2 separate regions of the Mus musculus genome follow, and region 1 is linked to region 2. A link is a contact called in public HiChIP or PLAC-seq data. All regions are on one chromosome and are shown on one strand. The core of a region is the stretch at or near the end of the contact, and the rest is flanking DNA. Distances in the headings are between cores, read along the strand shown. Region 1 has its middle 15 kb from the start of Gm33197. Region 2 holds the start of Cxcl14 (chemokine (C-X-C motif) ligand 14).

Region 1 (5,962 bases), core at 220-2,719, 960 kb after region 2:
CCCCTCCAAACAACACACCTAGCTACCTGTTGGTACCTAGGGCCACCTCTTGCATTGAGCCACCTGCATACCACACTGGAGAACACAGTAGAGTTCTCTTCCCCTTACCAACCACCAAACAGATGAGTCTGTTCATTTGTACTCAGATAATACCAGGTACAAGAGTGAAAAGGACAAACAAATTGAACTGGTTTGGGGTCTATATAAGGCAAACTGTGCCTTCAAACTTCTAGAAAGGGTTCCCTACTTATCATCTTATGCTTCTGAATAATTGATCATGCATATAAAATAGATGCATTATGGGAAGAGACATGTAGAGTGAAAAAATGGTTATATAACCTGTCAATCAAAAAAAAAACCCCCCACCCAAATCTTAACTTTAAATGATAACTTTAGCAATGAGCTCTCCTTTCCTCAGTCCCCATTTGAAACAGCTCCAATCAATATCCTGGGCCCTCAAGTGTAGTCAGTCTCCTGGTTTCTGTAGATCGTAACACTGTATCCCCCTAATCTGTACTGTTGTTTTTCTGTGATTAGAATATTCTTGCTACTTTGTAATCAGTGCAGTCTACTCTTATTTAAAAAGACAGGAGAACTGGAAACCTCAGGCCTAGTGTTGTTGGGAACAAAGGTCCTCTTCACCCCAGATAAAGCACGGATGAAGCCGGACCAGAGCAGTGAACCATTGCACCCCAGTCTAGATTTGTGGGCCAGCTTGCTTGGGTTACTCACAGAAGCATGGGTGATAGGCAGATGCCTCACTGGAAACCCCAGAGGAGTATGGGTAGCAATTCTGGAAAGCTACATCATTGGCATCTCTGATGCACCTTGCAGGAGATCCCACCGCACCCACCCCACGCCCAGCCTTTGTTAACTGTTTACATAAGGTCAGTGAGAGGCCTCGTGACTTTCTGGTGAGTCTCCCGAAACTCCTCAGTCCCTCCAAGAAGAAAGCCGCAGCTCCCTTTATCACCAAGGGAGGCAGACAGCTGTCAGCTCAGAGCAGGGATGGACCAGAACCTGAAGATGCTAGGAGGGGGGCGGGGCATCATGGGACAGGCCTGTCTGTCAGGCTTCCTTGGAGCTGTGGGGGCGATTAGATGCTTGTGGAGCCAAGCTTGATTAGACCAATGGATTCCTTGGCTGTGGGACGTTTTTCTTAAACTCCCACCACCCTAAACCATGTGGCATGGGATTCCTTTTCTATTATTCTAGCTAGGATGTGTGCAGGATTGTATGCGTATAGAAAAGGCTTTTCCTTCATTAGCAGCAGTGGAACTTTCCAGGCCTCTCTGAGGTGATTAGAGGCATATCCACAAGCGTGGAGACTTTAGAAAGCTTGACTCTGGGTAGCATCTTTTCCTGCTTGCTCAGCCTTGGGAACCTGGAGAATAGCTTTATCCTGGGTCATCTACCCTGGCTGATGTGAATTTCCTGCCTAGCCTCAGTTCCAGTTTGGTCCTTTACTGCCCTCTGGCGGCCAACTGGGTTCATTGCCTGTGGATTTGATGCTTCCCTTTCCCCTTGAGTGACAGACACTCAGATGGATGGCTACAGTGTTGCATCAGGGAGAGTCCACGATGGTTTATGCACAAAGAACACATCGCCCCCCACCCCCACCCCAGCAAATGTCTGGAACTTCGATAGGACTATATACCCTCGTATCCTGTGCTTTTCCCTGATACACACATTACTCTGGCAATGATACAGTCTAGGGCTCTTGATTAAGTTTGTTTTCCCTACCAACCAGTTAAGGAATCAAAAGGCAGAACAATCTCAGGCAGCTCAGGTAGCAGTGGCGAGATCTCAGACACCTCAGACAGGGACAGGCAGATCAGCAGCTGAAGAGGCATGGGGGGAGGGGGGGCGTGGGAGGGCTGTGTGAGAGAGATGAAACACACATGTACAGCAGACAAGCAGAGAAAAAGATCCTTTGCAAAGCAGAGGGGACTCGGAAAGCTGGAAATCCACTGGGGGTTTTAAAGTCTCTGGTTCTCCCCTAACTTAAGTCGGCTGCCTAGAAGGAGGGGTGATTGACTGGGTGGTCTGCAGTTGCTGTGTAACCTGTCCTTGATCTCGTCAATCCAGTTCACCATGGATGGGGGGGCTGCTTGGGGGGGGGGCAAAACCTTTCTACAAGACCTTTGTTTTAAGCTGCCAGGCTTTTGTCTCAAGTCAAGAGGGTGAGGAAGGAAGAGGTGGTCATCTTAGTAAGTCACCTTTATTACTTAGCAATGGCTACTCTCCCTATCTGTCTACCTACCAGGGTTTCTATCTAATTCCTGGTCTCTCAATAGTTTATACATTAGGCACCGTAAGAGAGTAACAACACCAATCTTTTTTGTTGGTTTGTTTGTTTGTTTTGGGGGGGGGTTGTTTTTTTTTGTTTGTTTGTTTGGTTGGTATTTTTTTTTTTTTTTGAGACAGGGTTTCTCTGTGTAGCCCTGGCTGTCCTGGAACTCACTCTGTAGACTATGCTGGCCTCGAACTCAGAAATCCGCCTGACTCTGCCTCTCAGGGCTGGGATTAAAGGCGTGTGCCACCACGCCCGGCTTTTTAAAAATTTATTTTATGTATGTGAGTATACAGTTGCTCTCTTCAGACATACCAGAAGAGGGCATTGGATCCTATTACAGATGGTTGTGAGCCACCATGTGGTTGCTGGGAACTGAACTCAGGACCTCTGGAAGAGCAGTCTCTGGAAGTGCTTTTAACCACTGAGCCATCTCTCCAGCACAACACTAATCCTTGACAAAACAGAACAATGTTTACAACATACCCAAAGTATGGCAGTAGACTTGACACCTAAGACAGCTGTGCGGATAGAGGCAGAGAAGTCTCACTTCTCCCTGGCCCTAGCTGCTACATACTGGGTATAAGTCATGGCTTTGCTTTGCTCTGGAAGGACCCCGTGTGTAAACTGTAGAGTTGGTTCTATACTTTTACTTTTATGCATGTTTGTTTTAATTTGCTCTTTGCATTCTGCAAGCACATGACTTAGAATCTGTTGATGAGGACTGGAGAGACGATTCTGTGGTTAAGCGTGCAGATTGCTCATGGAGAAAGCACTGGAGTTTGGTTCCCAGCATGCACCTGGATCCATTCACAGCCACTTGTACGTCCTGCTCCAGAGGATCTGACATAGCTCCTGGGCTCTGCAGGAATCACACCCAAGTGCCCAAGTACACACATCATACACACATGCACACACAAGCATACACATAATTAAAAAGGAAAACATTATGTCTGAAAAGAAAGTCTGGGGCTGCAGGCGTGGCTCTTTGGAGTATTGCCTTGTGAATATTGCCTTGTGACTTACTGAAGATTCACAACTCCTATCTAATAGCAGTTGTTAGCTATATAGGCCTACAGGACTGCTAAACAGTGGGCTTCCAGCAAGGCTTTGGGCAGAGTGCCATGAATCACGTACCCCCTTGACCTTTGATTGCTCCATCAATAAAAAAACCAAAGTGTGGCATCATGTAGCGGCACCTTGGGCGGGTGGGCAGTGCCCCATGGGTACACTGTGTCTACGCTTGGGTTGTCTTCCCAGCAGGAGCCCAGGCACAGCCAGGGCTGACGCAGAGCAGAGGAGCCACACAGGAAGACAGGGTCTTCTACTAGGAACTTACTAACCTATGCCGCGGTGGCTTAGCTGACAAGGGCAACGGCCCAAGCTAATGGCAGAAAAGGACCCATGGATAAAACAGTGGTGTGAAAACCCGAATTTCTACACTTACTTGTGCTCATGGTGTGAATCCCACAGCCTCGGGGTGTAGTACTTGAGTCTTCTTTGGGTTAGCATGAGAACTGGTCTAAATGTAGCCTTGCAAAGGCACCTTGAAGATGTGTCAGTCCCATCGAGGTTAGGCGTGGTCGTGGGGAAGGGCAGCCAATGGTGGGACCACTGTGGTGTCTTCTTAGTCATTTCCCTTCTTTGTCTTTGAACCTTGGTTTTTCTCATTTCTGAAAGAGAACAGTTATATGAATCTCTCCCAAGACCCCTGGAGTCTTAACAACCACAGCAGGTGGTCAGAGATCTGAGGGGTAGCACAGTCGGGGCTCAGTGAGTGAACGATCTTCTGCTCCCCACCATCCAAGTGCTTCTGTGTGTGCATTACTCCTGGCCCCACCTCCCTACAAGATGCTAGGTGCCGATAGCAGGCTATGGCCATGCGATACTCTATCCAATCTCTTTATGTTTGCAGAAGAAACTCCAGTTCTTTTTCTTATAATCAAACCAAAGATTTCCTCTCACAGTTTCTTGTTGTTGTTTTTTATTTCCCTAGTCACAAAACAAAACAACTTTATCAAGGCTCTTCCCTCTGCCTCTTTGAGTAGCTTTTAATGTCTGGTACACGTGATGGTATGCTAATCCTGATATCTTTACTAAGGAGAAACCTTTGCAGCAGGCAGATTGTCTGAGGGGCCACTTCATCATGTTCTCGTCCTGTTTTCTGAAGGAGCTCCTTCAGAAGTACCTCTTCCAATCAAAGGAAGCCATTTATTTTTGAGATCTATAAATAGCCACGGCTCTTTAAGGTGCTTCTAGAACATTCTCTTCCTCTGACTCTCTGTAGTATTGTGTGTCTGTGTGTGTGTGTGTGTGTTCGGATTTCCTTATTCCTACAGATCCTTGAAAATGCCCCTTTGTGTGGCCGGGTGTGACAGATGTATCAGAACAAAGAGAAGCACTCTGCAAGTGCATAGAGGGTAGCAACTGCTAACTCAGACAGGGGCTGAAAAATGGCAGGAGGCCTCTACAGCTCAGGTACAGACTGAAGCAGATGACTAAGGATGGGTTCCTAGGGGAGTTTAGTTCCCTGATCCTGAATAAACACTAAGAAGGCAGAGCTGTTAGAAGTCAACCAGTGGCCACTCACCATGGCTCTAGCCTCCGCGATGGTTCTGCCTGCTCTGGGAGAATCCACCCGTTTGGACTCAGAACCAAATAAATAAGGAACAGAGATCACCCGACGGCTCTGGGATTTTGCTCACAGATCCTTGAGACAATCCAGTTTTCATTTCTTCTTAGTTTGTTTTATTTCTGTGCTGTATTTTATTTGGATTCTGTCTCCTAAACCATGCACACACATTAGCCCAAGATGCTTTGCCACCATTTATAAGATGTCAACCAATCAATCTTCAGGAATAGTATCTGTGATTAAAGGGTTTTTTTAATATTTAAAAAATATGTGTTTGAGTGTTTGCCTGTGTGCGTAAATGTAATATGTGTGTACAGTGTCCCAGAGGCCAGTAGAGGGCTTTGGACCCTGCAGTGGTGAATTAGACTGCTTTGGCTCCTGGGAGGTCGCTCTTCCAGCTACCTGCCAGAGCCCTCTGGATTTGCTAGTGAAACACACACACACACACACACACACACACACACACACACACACACACACACACAAGCTAATTTTGATATGCCTTTAATAGCTCAATAGTTGGACATTTCTAGTCCTCCCCAGTTAATGAACACCTCCTCTGGTATTATTGAGTTAATAACCTTTTAAAATCTATATTTCATCTCTGCTACCCCAGACCCAACTGGGGAAGTGGCCTTTAGGGCTACTTTGTTGGATTCTCATATGCCAGCAGCCCCTTAAAGTTTCATCTTTCTCCTTCCCAGTCATGGTGATTCTCTGTCTCTCCTCTCTCATCTGACCCCTCGCCCACACAATCTGAAAGTTCCACTTCCATTGGCTGTATAGCAATTCTTTATTATCAATCAAAGCCAGCTGAGGGCAGGTCCCTCAGGTCTGGAAGCACTTTGGCGGGGAGGGGGGGAGTTTGGGTGGGGGGAGCCGAAATAAGACAAAGCATTAGAACCAATCTCAACAGGGCCCTCTGTCACTGGAGTTATGGACAGCAGTAAGTTACTCTGTGTGTGTGTGTGTGTGTGTGTGTGTGTGTGTGTGTGTGTGTGTGTGTGTGTTGGAAACCAAGTCTGGTGCCTTTACAA
Region 2 (6,079 bases), core at 2,087-4,586:
GAGCTAAAGGTGTCTCCTATGCTGAGTACTTAGCCCTTGGTAGGTGTCCAGGGACTTAGCTATCAATTACTAACTAGTCATGAGAGATGAGGCAGCCAGAGGCAAGATGAACTTCATGTGTGAGTTCAGTCCTGGATGGTCTGAGGTACGTCTCTCAGCCAGGCTGACCAGGGAGATACAGGAAGCTTCTAGGAAGACAGAGGTGGATAATGGTGAAGAATTAGGGTCTTGGAACAAATCAGAATGTGACTTCCTGATGGGTCATGCAAGGATAGTTGGAGATGAGAGTCGAGAGAGTGGGAGGTCTGCTCCCCACCTGGTGAAGAAGAGTCAGGGTAAAAAGGGCAAATTCTAGGAGGGGCACGCTTGCTGTGAACGCACACTTCCAAGCTGTAGGAACAGCAGACAAAATCTCGCAAGCAGAATGGGGACAGAAAGCTGTGTCAAGAGCTTGTTCTTCCTCTCAGACCAGCGATGGACATCTGATAAGACCTCGTAATTGGATCTTGTTTCCCTGGAGACAGGTGGATCCTTGCAGGCTCTGAGCATGGGGCCCTCCTACTTCTACCATCCCACAGGAATTACCACCTATATGTCTTCCAAACCCATAATGCTGCTGTTGCCCCGGATGGCAAACTCCAGTAAAAATAAACAAACATTAACCACCCCCAACCCCTTTCTTCATAGGCCAGAGTGTAGCCTGAACATCCTACTTCTGAAGGCATACAAAAGGGCTCCGTCCTCTGCCTCCCCCCTCCCCCAGAGGTGCCCAGAGCTTTCTCCGAATACTAGGGTTATGCAAATCAGAGGCAGGGTGCAGAATCTGGGATCCAAGACCTAACCACTACTAGAAATTCTGGGTCTCACTCTGCAGCAGTTCTGGGGTACCAGTGGTTTGGATCATAACTCCATGGACATATGCTATATATTGTCCTTCAATAACCTGGACTTGAGCTGGCAAGATGGCTCAGTAGGTAAGCGTCCTTGCCACCAAGCTTGGAGCTGTGTTTGATTCCTGGGCCACCTTCTGCAAGTTGTCCTCTGATCACACATGGGTCATGGCATGCCTACTCCCTCCCCAATTATAAGTGTGCGTGTACACACGCTCGCGCGCGCGCGCACACACACACACACACACACACACACACACACATTTTAAAAAAGGAATCTGGGCTTTCCCATGCCCTGATTGCAAGGACTTGTACTCAAAACACACACTGATTCCCCCTGCCCCCAGCAGAGATCTCTGGATGCCTCAGAGTGAACTGGAAATCTTGCCTTCAGCCTTTGTGGCTGAAAACCTATTTTGGCAAAAAGTAAGGGTCCCTTGTCTGATAGATGGGAAGAGGAACCTCTGGTCTGTTAAAAGATAGGGTGGGAAGGGAGGCCTAAGGAAGGTGGTCTCAGGTGGCCCCTGGAAGGTTCCCCAAGGCTACAGGAAGCCTTCTTTGCCTGGAATTTCCCCTCTCTACACAGAGAAGTTTAGTCAAGGAAAGCCTGCCTGGGGACGATCCTCTTCTTTTTGAGTTGCTGATGCTATTTTTTTTCTCCCGCAAGGTCTCTCAAAAACAATTTGCAATCTTTTCTGACATTTTGGACCCCCTAACTAGAAATTCTATTGTTCTTGTGACTCTTGCTGGGAGCATTTTAACCCTGAGCCAGCCCACACGGAAAAGGGTAGTTTTCCCTTCTCTGACAAGGGCAGGGGAAAGGATGTTAATTGTGAAGCTCATGACTCGGGTCAGCTCAGGCCCTGTGGCTCTCTGAGTTCCCTGAGCTTCAGCGGATGGAGGTGGTGAGGTGCCGGGTGGGGGGTGTGCCCTTCCTTCACAGACGCTGCGTGAAGGCCTTTGGGCAAGCAAGGGCAGCCGGTGGAAGGCACTTGCCCAGACCGAGAATAAAGTGTGTCCTGTTTCTGGGGGAGGGGAAGAGGGGCCAATGGTCCATGGCAAATATTTGGGAGCTGTTTTGCCAAGGGCTGCCTTCCTGGCCAAGAGTGTATTGATGGGAAAACGGCAGCGCTGGCTTCAAGTAGTTAATTGGGAAGGCTGAGGCGCAAGGAAACTCAGTGTTCTCTCTCTGCCCCAGTTTTTAAGACTTTGCCGGCATCCCCACTAAGCAGGCTGCGGTGGTGGCATGGCACATTAACCCCAGCAGAGCCCTTTCTCCAACATTGTTCAGATGCACGGACCCACAAGGCAGAAGAGACAGGAGCATTCTCACATTGAAAGCCCTGGGAGCCCCAAAGTGTCCACCCGTGGGGCGCTGAAAGGAAAAGTTAACTTCTCTCTTCAGTAAGAGGAAGGCAGCCCAGCCGGCCCAACAGGCCGGGTGCGTGTCCCGAGTGGATCTGGTGAAGATGGATGTTCTAAGCGGGCGCACCAGAACCACTAACTAGCCTACAATAAACCTCGCCTGCCACTTTGAATCCTAACAAGGACAGGCTCAGAGGGACCGGCCAAAGACACCCTCATCCCCTTTCCGCAGACTCTCAGGCAATGTCCCCAGGACTTGCCAGTCGGTCTTGTCAAAGGCAGAGAGAAAGGCTGTTATCAGTCCGATCTAACCCTAGGTTGGGCTCCTCCACAGGATATGCTACCCCAGAACTCACATAACCATCTTCTCCTCGCAGTGTGGGTACTTTGGCTTCATTTCCAGCTTCTTCACGTCGCTGTAGCGGATCTTGGGCCCCTTCCGGGAACACTTACACTTGGACCCTGCGGAAGAGCGCGGCCGGGCTGCTGAGTCGCCGCCGTACAGGTCTCCGCGACCGCCCAAGGTGTCCGCCCGGGATCCACCCCCCCACCCCCCGCCCCGGGTTCCAGGATGCCTAGGTGGTGCTTGGGGTCCCTAGGACGGGGCAGGACCGCGACAGAGGGCCCTCGCGGCACTCACCGTCCACGCGCGAGGCGCACAGCGCCAGGAGCAGCAGGAGCAGCGCGGCCGCCAGGAGCCTCATGCTGGCCGGAGGGGCGCGGTGGGGAGCAGGGAGGCAAGGAGGGCGCCGGCCTGTGCGTGCGGCGGCCGGGGGATGCCGCCCGGCTTGGTTCTCGGTTTCAAGCACGCCTCTCTCTGCTCTGCTCGGCTCGCTCCAGCTACGCCCGTCGATGGGTGCTCCTGCCGTCTGTCGCGGTGCCGCGCTGCGCTTGGCGCTGGGTGCTGCGATCTCCCCACAGCTTCCCTCCGCCCACCCTGGCCTCTTTTAAATTCGCTCCTGCCCTCTCGGAGAGCGAGCTCATTAATATGCAGAACCACTCGGTGACTCACTGAGATTTCTCAATGTGGTGGGGGGAGGAGATCTCCCAGACCGCCCTGCCGCCCGCCCCGGACCCATCGCGATCCCAGCGGCGCACACTCGGAGCCACGCGCGCACACACGGACACACTCACATCCGCTACCCTCTCGCTCCACAGCACGCCCGCCTTTACGCTTGCACACCCATACCTCAGTGCCTTGGAAGAAGGTCAGGCGGGAGCACGGCCTGCTGAAGGGTGCTGCTTTTCTGTTTCCTGTGGACACTTCTCAGAACACACAGGTTTACTGTCCGAAGCCACCGAGAGACCCAGGCTTGGCTCAAATCCTAGAGTTTTCAAGCAGGTGCCAAGTGAGAATGCCAGCAGGCCCGCCCCCTGCGGTGTTGGGCTCTATTGTGCTTGCTGGGCTCGTGGTCCAAGCTCAAGGCCAGGTGGGATTAGGGGCTCATCACAGGTTAAGTCTTTGATCAAGTCACTGCTTCGCAGACTGGGGGGTGACAAGTGGTGAGGGCTAAGCAACTCCTAGGAGGGGTCTATAGTATGATGTTCATGTGTGACTATCTAGGGGCTGTGAAGAAACCGGGGTACTTGTCATATACATTCATAAGAATCTGTAGGGCCAGGTAGAGCTCAGTAGGCAGCTATGACCATGGTAACAGGAGGGAGGCCGCCCCACCTTGTGAACATTGCACCAGACGGTGGTGGATGTAATTCCACCCTACCCCTCTATTCGCCAGCACACGGCTCTCCATTAAACGGCTTCCGTTTACTCTCTGTAAACCTGTGGGTTGTCATAGTGCCCATCCAAGGCACCTGTGAGAAGGACATACGATCATACAGAGCAGTTGTCAGGATGCAGGACACCATGCTCAGACGATGGTACTTAGGGGCATCATTTTGTGTATATATTTTATTCGTCACTTTGACTGGGGCAACTTCCCTCAAATTGGTACTTTTAAGTTGTTCATTCGCCAGGGCAGAAACAGGCACAGTGAGGAAGAAACATCTCACCCAAGGTTTTAGAACCAGGAAGCAGGTGACTAAGCCAGGAGGGCCTATGGATATGTGACTGCAGAGTAGGACCACTCTACTGTCTTCAAGCCCCTGCATTCTGGTGAAGTGCTGCTTTGACCCAGTGACAGGGTCCAGGTATCTTAGGCTCACAGAGGGCTAGCCTTGGCTCCCAGACTATGGTTTGCACCTTGCTGTGTTGTTAGCCTGGAAGCTCCTAGGGGTGCGAGTACCCAGAGGGGCTTCTGGGTGGGTGGGGGAGTGGTAGTTGGCTAACTGCAGAATCTGTACTTTCTCTTTTCTTCTCTTCTGTGTGCCTCTAGGGGAAGCTGTGCTTAAAGAGCAAGCAGAACCCACACCCGCCATTTCACCTGTCCTTAAAGTCACAATGGCATTGGGACACTGGGCTCAGCAGAGGGAATGCAAGATAATTTTTGCCATTTATTACACTAAAAGATTAAAATTTGGGCTAGACCCAGGTTTAATTCCCAGCCCCGACAATTGTCTGTAATTCCAGTTCCTGGGGATCTGACACCCTCACACAGACATACCTGCAGGCAGAACACCAATTTATACACAATAAAAGTACATATATTTTTAAAAAGATTAAAAATTGTTTCATGTATAGCAGCATGGGTTTATTTCAGAAATATAAGAAAACTGGCAGTTTTATCCACTCAGAGGTCTGCACCAAGATGAAAACAGCACCACCTTTGGAGCTTGAATGCATGCGCACAGCTAAGAGCCCCTGTACGTCTGGTGTGATGATCTGCCTGTTGTAGCATTCTTCATGTCTCTTTAAAAAAATGATGTTATTCAAAACCAAGAAGTCTGTGTCTGACATCAGTTGATCTGCATGTGACTTTGAGCAAATGACTCTTATGCCTTAGTCGTCCTCTTCTGTGAGAGGGGATGATAATGGTACTTCCAGCACAGCGAGGAAGAAAGTCTAACAATGGCTGTCTCCCAATGGAAAGCCCGAGAAGCCAATCGCTGTTCAGTCTGTGAGGCTGGATGTCTCAGCTAATCTTTAGTACTCATCAGAATCCCAAAGAAGGCTCTAATACCTGCCTCAGCAGCAGGTTATAACTTGGCCGTGAGAAAAGCAGGCCGAAGGCAAAAGCGCCTTTCTTCCATGTCTTTTATGTAGGCTGCCATGAGAGGGCGTGGCCCAGATTTAGGCCGGGTCTTCTGACCCCAAATGATCTGGATTTAAGATGTGTCTTCCTACCGCAAATGATCCAATTAACTAAAAAATCACTCACAGCTATTCCTAGCTGTTTGGGTTTTTAATTAATTCCAGATGTAGTCAAGTTGACAACGGAGAATAGCCATCACAGGGAGGAAACTACACCTGAGAATTTGGTTACCTTTTTCTTTTTACACTCGCTGAGCACCGGCTATGGGCCAGGCTCAGTGCAGGCACTGGGGACTTACCTGTTCCCAGGAGAGGGTCTAAGCGCCCACCACAATTGTGAGATAACTGTGTAAATTCCTCAGAGGTAGACACCACAAAGAAGCTAGTACCGTGTGTGTGATGTGATTCTGGGCAGAAGTAGGGAAGCCTTTCCAGATGAAGCGATCACCAGCTGGGCTGGCTGCGGAGGATAAGATGGCCGACGGGAAGAAGGCCATTCCTACCTCAGAGCCCTGGCTGAGTGCCCAACAGTGACTATTCTCTATGGCCAGCCATCATCCTTCCCCCTGCCTTGGAGACCCTGCCTTGCCTTATCTCTCCGGCTGCAGTGTTCCCAGCTGGGGATCTACGCCCTCCTGCCCTCACCCTCCTCATCCTCCCTGCTCATGTCCACCCC

The links. HiChIP or PLAC-seq counts read pairs in DNA pulled down with a chosen protein or histone mark.
Region 1: a contact with region 2 is called in an H3K4me3 HiChIP or PLAC-seq map of embryonic forebrain, with 5 times the contacts expected there. The contact joins the enhancer-like site here to the promoter of Cxcl14 in region 2. A contact is called at or near these places in 10 of 484 Hi-C or Micro-C datasets (the N1E-115 cell line, adipose-derived mesenchymal stem cells, cranial neural crest and 5 more), 7 of 115 datasets of contacts at active chromatin or transcription factors (astrocytes, embryonic forebrain, embryonic hindbrain and 4 more) and 1 of 9 other capture datasets (embryonic stem cells).

The regions. Positions count from the first base shown.
Region 1 is chr13:57,258,637-57,264,598 of GRCm38.p6, forward strand. No RefSeq gene overlaps it. Among named protein-coding and RNA genes, the nearest start is that of Gm33197, 15 kb to the left of the region's middle. Within about 2 kb of position 1,470, at least 10 of the 459 cell types and tissues checked have an H3K27ac peak or open chromatin away from gene starts, as enhancers often do.
Region 2 is chr13:56,293,215-56,299,293 of GRCm38.p6, forward strand. It overlaps Cxcl14 (chemokine (C-X-C motif) ligand 14), which reads right to left and starts at 3,337. Exons shown (of 4, transcript NM_019568.2): 1 at 2,896-3,337; 2 at 2,612-2,717. The coding sequence starts at 2,959.